Regions from separate parts of the Pan troglodytes genome. Here region 2 is linked to region 1. A link is a contact called in public Hi-C data. All regions are on one chromosome and are shown on one strand. The core of a region is the stretch at or near the end of the contact, and the rest is flanking DNA. Distances in the headings are between cores, read along the strand shown. Region 1 has its middle 490 kb from the start of NTRK3. Region 2 holds the start of NTRK3 (neurotrophic receptor tyrosine kinase 3).

Evidence for each region. Hi-C and Micro-C count contacts between places; a contact is called where the count stands out from the background.
Region 2: a Hi-C map of stem cell-derived neural progenitor cells shows a contact between it and region 1, with 2.9 times the contacts expected there. The contact joins the promoter of NTRK3 here to the enhancer-like site in region 1. A contact is called at or near these places in 1 of 7 Hi-C or Micro-C datasets (stem cell-derived neural progenitor cells) and 1 of 1 datasets of contacts at active chromatin or transcription factors (stem cell-derived excitatory neurons).

Annotation. Positions count from the first base shown.
Region 1 is chr16:79,555,820-79,558,765 of NHGRI_mPanTro3-v2.0_pri, forward strand. No RefSeq gene overlaps it. Among named protein-coding and RNA genes, the nearest start is that of NTRK3, 490 kb to the right of the region's middle. Within about 2 kb of position 1,527, at least 3 of the 24 cell types and tissues checked have an H3K27ac peak or open chromatin away from gene starts, as enhancers often do. A contact at or near this core is called in stem cell-derived neural progenitor cells, where this site is marked.
Region 2 is chr16:80,048,727-80,051,672 of NHGRI_mPanTro3-v2.0_pri, forward strand. It overlaps NTRK3 (neurotrophic receptor tyrosine kinase 3), which reads right to left and starts at 1,490. Exons shown (of 17, transcript NM_001034123.1): 1 at 1,243-1,490. The coding sequence starts at 1,490. It overlaps LOC134808576 (5E5 antigen-like), which reads right to left and starts at 2,785. Exons shown (of 4, transcript XM_063795453.1): 1 at 2,682-2,785; 2 at 2,325-2,476; 3 at 2,009-2,221; 4 at 1,639-1,841. The coding sequence starts at 2,785. The coding sequence ends at 1,639. The region is part of intron 1 of LOC107968414 (a long non-coding RNA gene); the gene reads left to right.

The sequences.
Region 1 (2,946 bases), core at 277-2,776:
TATAAACCACAAACAAGATAGGCATGATCCCTGCCCTCTGAGGTTGTCCTTCTACTCGCTAACATTATCTTTCTTAAAAGCTACTCAGGAGGCTGAGTCAGGGAGAGTTGCTTGAACCTGGGAGGCAGAGTTTGAAGTGAGCCAAGATCGCACCACTGCACTCCAGCCTGGGCAACAGAGCGAGACTTCGTCTCAGGGAAAAAAAAAAAAAAAAAAAAAAAAAGCCAACTGGAGGCAGGCACTCTGGTTCATGCACCTTCTATATCCTATATCCCCATGGTGCTGTGCACAAAACAAGTGCTTAATAAAGACGGTTGATGAATTGACTGACTTTGCTCCTCCTACTCTGCTATTCCCTGGCTTCAGATTCCATTTATAACCTCACTCATTTATCTTAAGAAATATCCACCTTTGATCTTGGGCCATGGTGGGCAAAGCAGAGTGTGGTCCACTCTCAAGACAAGGCAAGAGAAATCCAAAGTGTGGACCAGGTAATAATGAATAAGAAGTATATATATATATGGTCCATACGCAGAAAAAAAATCATGTCTTCAAATAAGCAGATTGGCTTCTGCTAGACACGCAAGGAGCTTGATTGAGGCTAAAAAATTAGGTTTTTTTTAAACCAAGTTGATATTCAGAACATTCAAACTGGTGATTAATAAGATAGCCTCTTCGTGCTTCTTTAATTGAATGAAACTTTGACAAAATATTGTTTTCATTCACTCATTATGACTCAATGAATACATTTTCGAATTAGCTTTATTGCCTTTAAAGCGCTGACTTAAGGCATTCTGGTGCACTGAGCATGGGTTCTTTTGCAGAATATATTCTTAATTAACAGTTTGCTACTGATCTGACACGGGTCTCACCTGCCCTTGTGAGGATGGAATTTAATTTTTTTCTTCTTGATTGGCCTTGCCATTCACAGAACGTGTCGTCGTTAGAGAAGGAATTCCATTTAAAATTCAGATCAGGTCCTCCTGCATGTCAGCCAGCATTCCCTCTCCAAACATAAGTAAAGGAGGGAGGGCCTGCTACTCACAGGGCTGCTTTGCACTAGGAAAATACTTTATACAACCCCTTTCCCACATGGCAGCACTTTCCACAGTGAGTACTACAGAGACTCTGTATCGTGAACATCATGACCGGTGTCACAAGACCCAGGAACAGCCCGGGCTCCAGCACGCAGAATCTCTCTTGGAGACTCCCTGGGTCAAGTCTGTAGTCTCTTCCCCACTGACTCATGCAATCAAGGACCTGAAATAATGGAGATAGGAGGAGACCTTGGGGGAAGGATGACCTGAAGAAACCAGGCCTTTACTCTACTATCCTTGAGGGATTGTTCAGTTCACTGTATCCTTTCACGAAAGTCTGGAGAGGCGGAAAGACTCAGAACTAGCTGGAGACAATGCCGGAAGAGGATCCCAGATGTCCTCAGTTTGAGCAGCCAAAGATACTGTGAGCTAGAGATATCAGCAGTTAAGGGAGTGCAAAACAACACAGGAAACCTGTCTTCTGTCTCCTCTCTCCCGTGCTTTCTTTAAGCACATATTACAATGCAGAGCCTAAAAGCTGCCAGTCTCCCTTAGCGCAGCCTGTAATCCTATTAAAACGGATTATTTCATTGTCCTGGGCTATCAGATCTTGCTAAGAACTCATTTAGGTCAACCTTTTAGGAAGTTTACACACATGGAAAAAAATAATGTTAAATAAGCCACTTGCCATGTTTCTCAAAAAGAGCTGAGCTGGGCAGGCTTGACTGTGTACAGCCCTGTGTCTTTTTCATGGTCTCCTTAAAGCATCATGCAAGTTTGGGCTTTGTTGGCCTCTTTGACTCCTCAGCTCTAGCAGCAGACGCAGGGACCTGGCACAAGAGTCAGAGCCTAGTAATTTCCATGGAAATGACTGGAATGTTAAACCCACTTTAATCACCTCTGCTTGCTGGCAACCTCACTCTGAATTCCTTTAGTCAATGCAAACTCTAAGGCACAGAGAGGAGTAAGAGAATAGAGCAGTATGACTGTGGGTGCCCAGTCGGAAGTCAAGAGTTCCTTTCTACTGGGCTTCTGAGTAGCCAGGGGCCCAGAATGATTCATGCTCAGTTTGACATTTAATGTCTCAAGGCTTAACTCACTTCCCCTGTCTCCTCACTTTGCCATGCTCATTTCAAATAATGGCATCAGCAATCATCCTTGCCCAAACTAAAGCTCTGGAAGCACTGTCTACTCCTTCTTTATCCCCATAATCCTCAGTCTTGTTCATGTCAGCTCAGGTTTCTCCACTTCTTCCAGACGCTCCTGTAGTAGGTGACTTCTGATATAGCTCCCAGTGGTCTCCCCTCTGGTGTCTGCACCCTAGTGCAGTCCCCTTGTGTAACGTCCTGAGCATGGGCTGGACCTGGAGATTTCCAAGCAATAGACCACGGCAAACACAGTGGGATGCCACTTCTGTTATCAGGTTACAAAATTCTGAGACTTCCATCTTACTCACATTCTCTTTCTGGCTCTGTTTGTTCTGATAGAGAGAGCTACCTGGTAAAGGACAGAGTGACCTCCAGCTAACAGCCAGTAAGAAACTGAGTCCTGCCAACAACCCCTGAGAGTCTTTGCAAAAGGATCCTGACCCAGTTGAACTTCCAGATAACAGGAGCCCTGGTCATCACCTTAACTACAGCTGGGGAGAAACCTCAAATCAGAGGACCCAGCTAAGCTATGCCCAGATTCCTGACCCACAGAAACTGAGATACTAAACGTGTTGCTTAAAGCAACTAATTTTGGGGTAACTGTTATGCAGCTACAGAAAACTGATATACCTTCCTATCCCATCTTCTACTCCAGCCCTCATTTTTATTCTTCTTGGTCTAACGAACTCTAAAAAGTCACTCAGCTGGTTTCCTTTCTCCCTTGTACTTCCCTCCCCAAACTATCATCTCCAATGTTATTG
Region 2 (2,946 bases), core at 240-2,739, 490 kb after region 1:
CACCAAAGGCAGGTCCGGCCCCCTTAAGTCCGTCGAAGGGGTAAAGAGCCACCCAAAATGCCTTCCTCCAGACCTTGGCCAGGACCTCAGCACAAACCCTTCTCAGCTGCCTACCCGTTGCTGAGGGTCCCCAAGGGCTGGAAGCCTTGGGGGAAAAGAGGTGAGAATTATCCTCTGAGCAATTCCAGTACGGTCCACACCCTTCTCCAGGGTGGTAGGTTAGGAAGGGGTCACCTGGCCGAGGTCAACGAAAGAAAAGAGGAGCAGACTCTCCGGTCCCCAGCCCTCGATCTGTCCTCTCCTTTGCGTCTGCTGCCATCCCCACCAAAGAAAAATAGCAAGGAGAAAAGAGCAGGCCAGCACTGGTCTCCCTCGGAGGGGGCAGAACCAAGCAAAAGCCAGCCAGAGTTGAATGTTCCAAATGAACCGATCCGCACGATCACACAAGAAACCCCTCTCCTCAAAACACACGCCCTCTCCTCTCCCTGCTCCATCCTGACTCGGAATTATTCCGAGCAGTTATCAAAGCCCAAACTGGGAAGGGATCTGTAGGCGCCCAGATGCAGATGAGGGTGGCAAAGGGGGTGTCTCGGAAATGCCCAAAATGGGGCTGGAGAGGGCGGGCTGCAGGAGGGGAAGGGAAGAGGTAGGCGTCCATGACGGCCTCCACACGTCCAAAGTCTCCCCGCGAGCAGCCAGCTCGCAACTTGTTTACTTGTCAGCATGTTTTACTGTTTCCAAATGGAAATAGTTAAACACCTCGGCTGGATCGCGAGCAGTCCCTATCTGTCACCTTCCCTGCCGGCTAAGCGCTGTCGCCGCTGCCACCGCTGCTGCCGCCTCTGCCAAAGAATCGAACCTCGTCTACTTTATTCCACTTGAGCGTGGCCAAACTGTTGCTATTTAGTGGGGAGCAAAAAAAACAATTTGCACCATCGAAACGAGCCAGCAACTGGTTGGGGGGCGGGCGGTAGCTGGGCCCCGCGTGCCCTCGGCGGCCAGGGTCCTCTCCGGGGAGAGGCACACACACGCATCGCCGGATCGCGCCTCGCCAGGGCCGGAGTCACCTGGAATGCGCAGCCGGAGAGCATCTCCCGAGCCAGAGCGAGCCTGACGCGCGCCCAGCGGGCGGCGGGCAGCGGCGAGCTGGGGCGGGCGGAGGGCCGGCTCCCGGCCGCGGGCGGGCAGGAGGGAGACGCGGAGCGCGGGGGAGGCAGGCTGGGGAGCGGCCGCCTGACTTACATGGAAGTGATATTCCTTGAGATGTCCGTGATGTTGATGCTGGCGTTCCCATTGCTGTTCCCTGAATCCTGCCCTTCCAGGAGGGGGAAGAGGTTCCCATCGTCCGGCCGCCGGCAATTGATCTCAGTCTTGCTGCAGACACAATTTGCAGGGCAAGCCAGCACGGAGCCCACATAGTCCAGCCAGACGCTTCCCAGCAAGAAAATCCGCCAGAAACTACACTTGGCTGGGCAAAGAGAGACATCCATCTCCGATCGCTGCTTCTAAAAAAGAGGAGGAGGAGAGGAGAGGGGGGTGGGGTGGGGGGAGTGGGGAGAGCAGGGGGGGAAGGAAACAAAGACGGCGAGGGAGGGGAGAAGGGGGAGGGGGGGCCTCTGCCTTTGAAACGCCGAGTGATCAGATGCAAAATCCTTCAGCGTCTGAAACCATCGCGGCCGCCGCCGCCGCCGCCGCCGCCGCCGCCGCCGCCGCCGCCGCCGGGTGGGAGCCGCGAGGAGCGCCTAGTGGCGCGGTCTGCCGGGCATGGTGGCCGGCTCGGCGATCGCTGACTCGCCGGGTCCGGGGGCTCTGGAAGCGAGGCGCGCTCTCCGACTCCGAGACTTTGCAGGGTTGCAACAGACGGTGGGGAGGCAAAAAAAAAAAAAAAAAAGGAAAAGGAAAAAATGGTGCTAAAGTCACCAAGTCCCACCTACTGGGCAGAATTAAAACGGACACACCACACACCTGCAAAACACACACACTCACACACTCTCACACATACACACACCCGGAGCCCGATGAAAGGAAGAGAAGGAAGATGCAGTAGGAGCTGCAGCAGCCGCCGCGAATGGCTCGCCGCGCGGCTGCAGAAATGTACAAGTGCTCCGAGCCTTACGAAACGCACGGGTTATCGGAGCGTCTTCCTCGGCTCCCTCCCTCCCTTCCTCCCTCCCTCCTCCCCTCCCTCGTCGCGGCCTCCTCCCCCCGCCCCCCGCCCGGGCTGGGAGCGGCAGGAGAGCGGAATCTCCCCCTCCCTCCCCTCCCCACACCCGTCTCTCTCCCCGCCCGTCCTCTCCCTCCTCCCCACCCACCCACCCACCCACTCGCCGGCTCGCGGCTGTAGCCGGCACCGCCACCCGCAGCCTCGCGGCAGCCCGCCCGCTCCACGCCTCGCAGCGCGGCGCCCGCTAGCCGCAGCCCGGGGGAAACCGAGACCGAAGGGAAAAAGTTGCAGTTGAGATTGCGAGGGTCGGGGCTGGGGAGGGAGAGTTGGCGAGCTGGCTGCACGACACGGAAAGGCGCTCTCCTTTCCACTTTTTGGCCCTCGCGCTACCCGGTTTTGCTGCAATCCGGACCGCGGTAGGAAGTGAAATGAACGTGGCGGAGGTGATTGGGGAGTGCTCCCAAGCCTTGGGTGGGGGGCGCTCCCAAGCCTGGGTGGGTGGGGGGCGCAGGCTCACGGACGGCGACGGGGGGTGCCGGAGCGCACAGACACCCCAGAGAAGCACCCAGAGCCGGGGACCGGGACCGCAGACGCGCAGTCCTTGGTCTGAATGACACTCATTTCCGTAATCTAGAGTCTGGGGCGCTGGTCTTGGCTGGGAGGGGACTGCGGGACATGGCACGCTAGGTGCCCCCCGTGCCCGCTGCGCTTTCTTGGAGGTGGGTTTTGCATTCGGCCTTGAGCAGGCATGGATCGGGGAAGGAAGAAACAAGGGTCGAAAG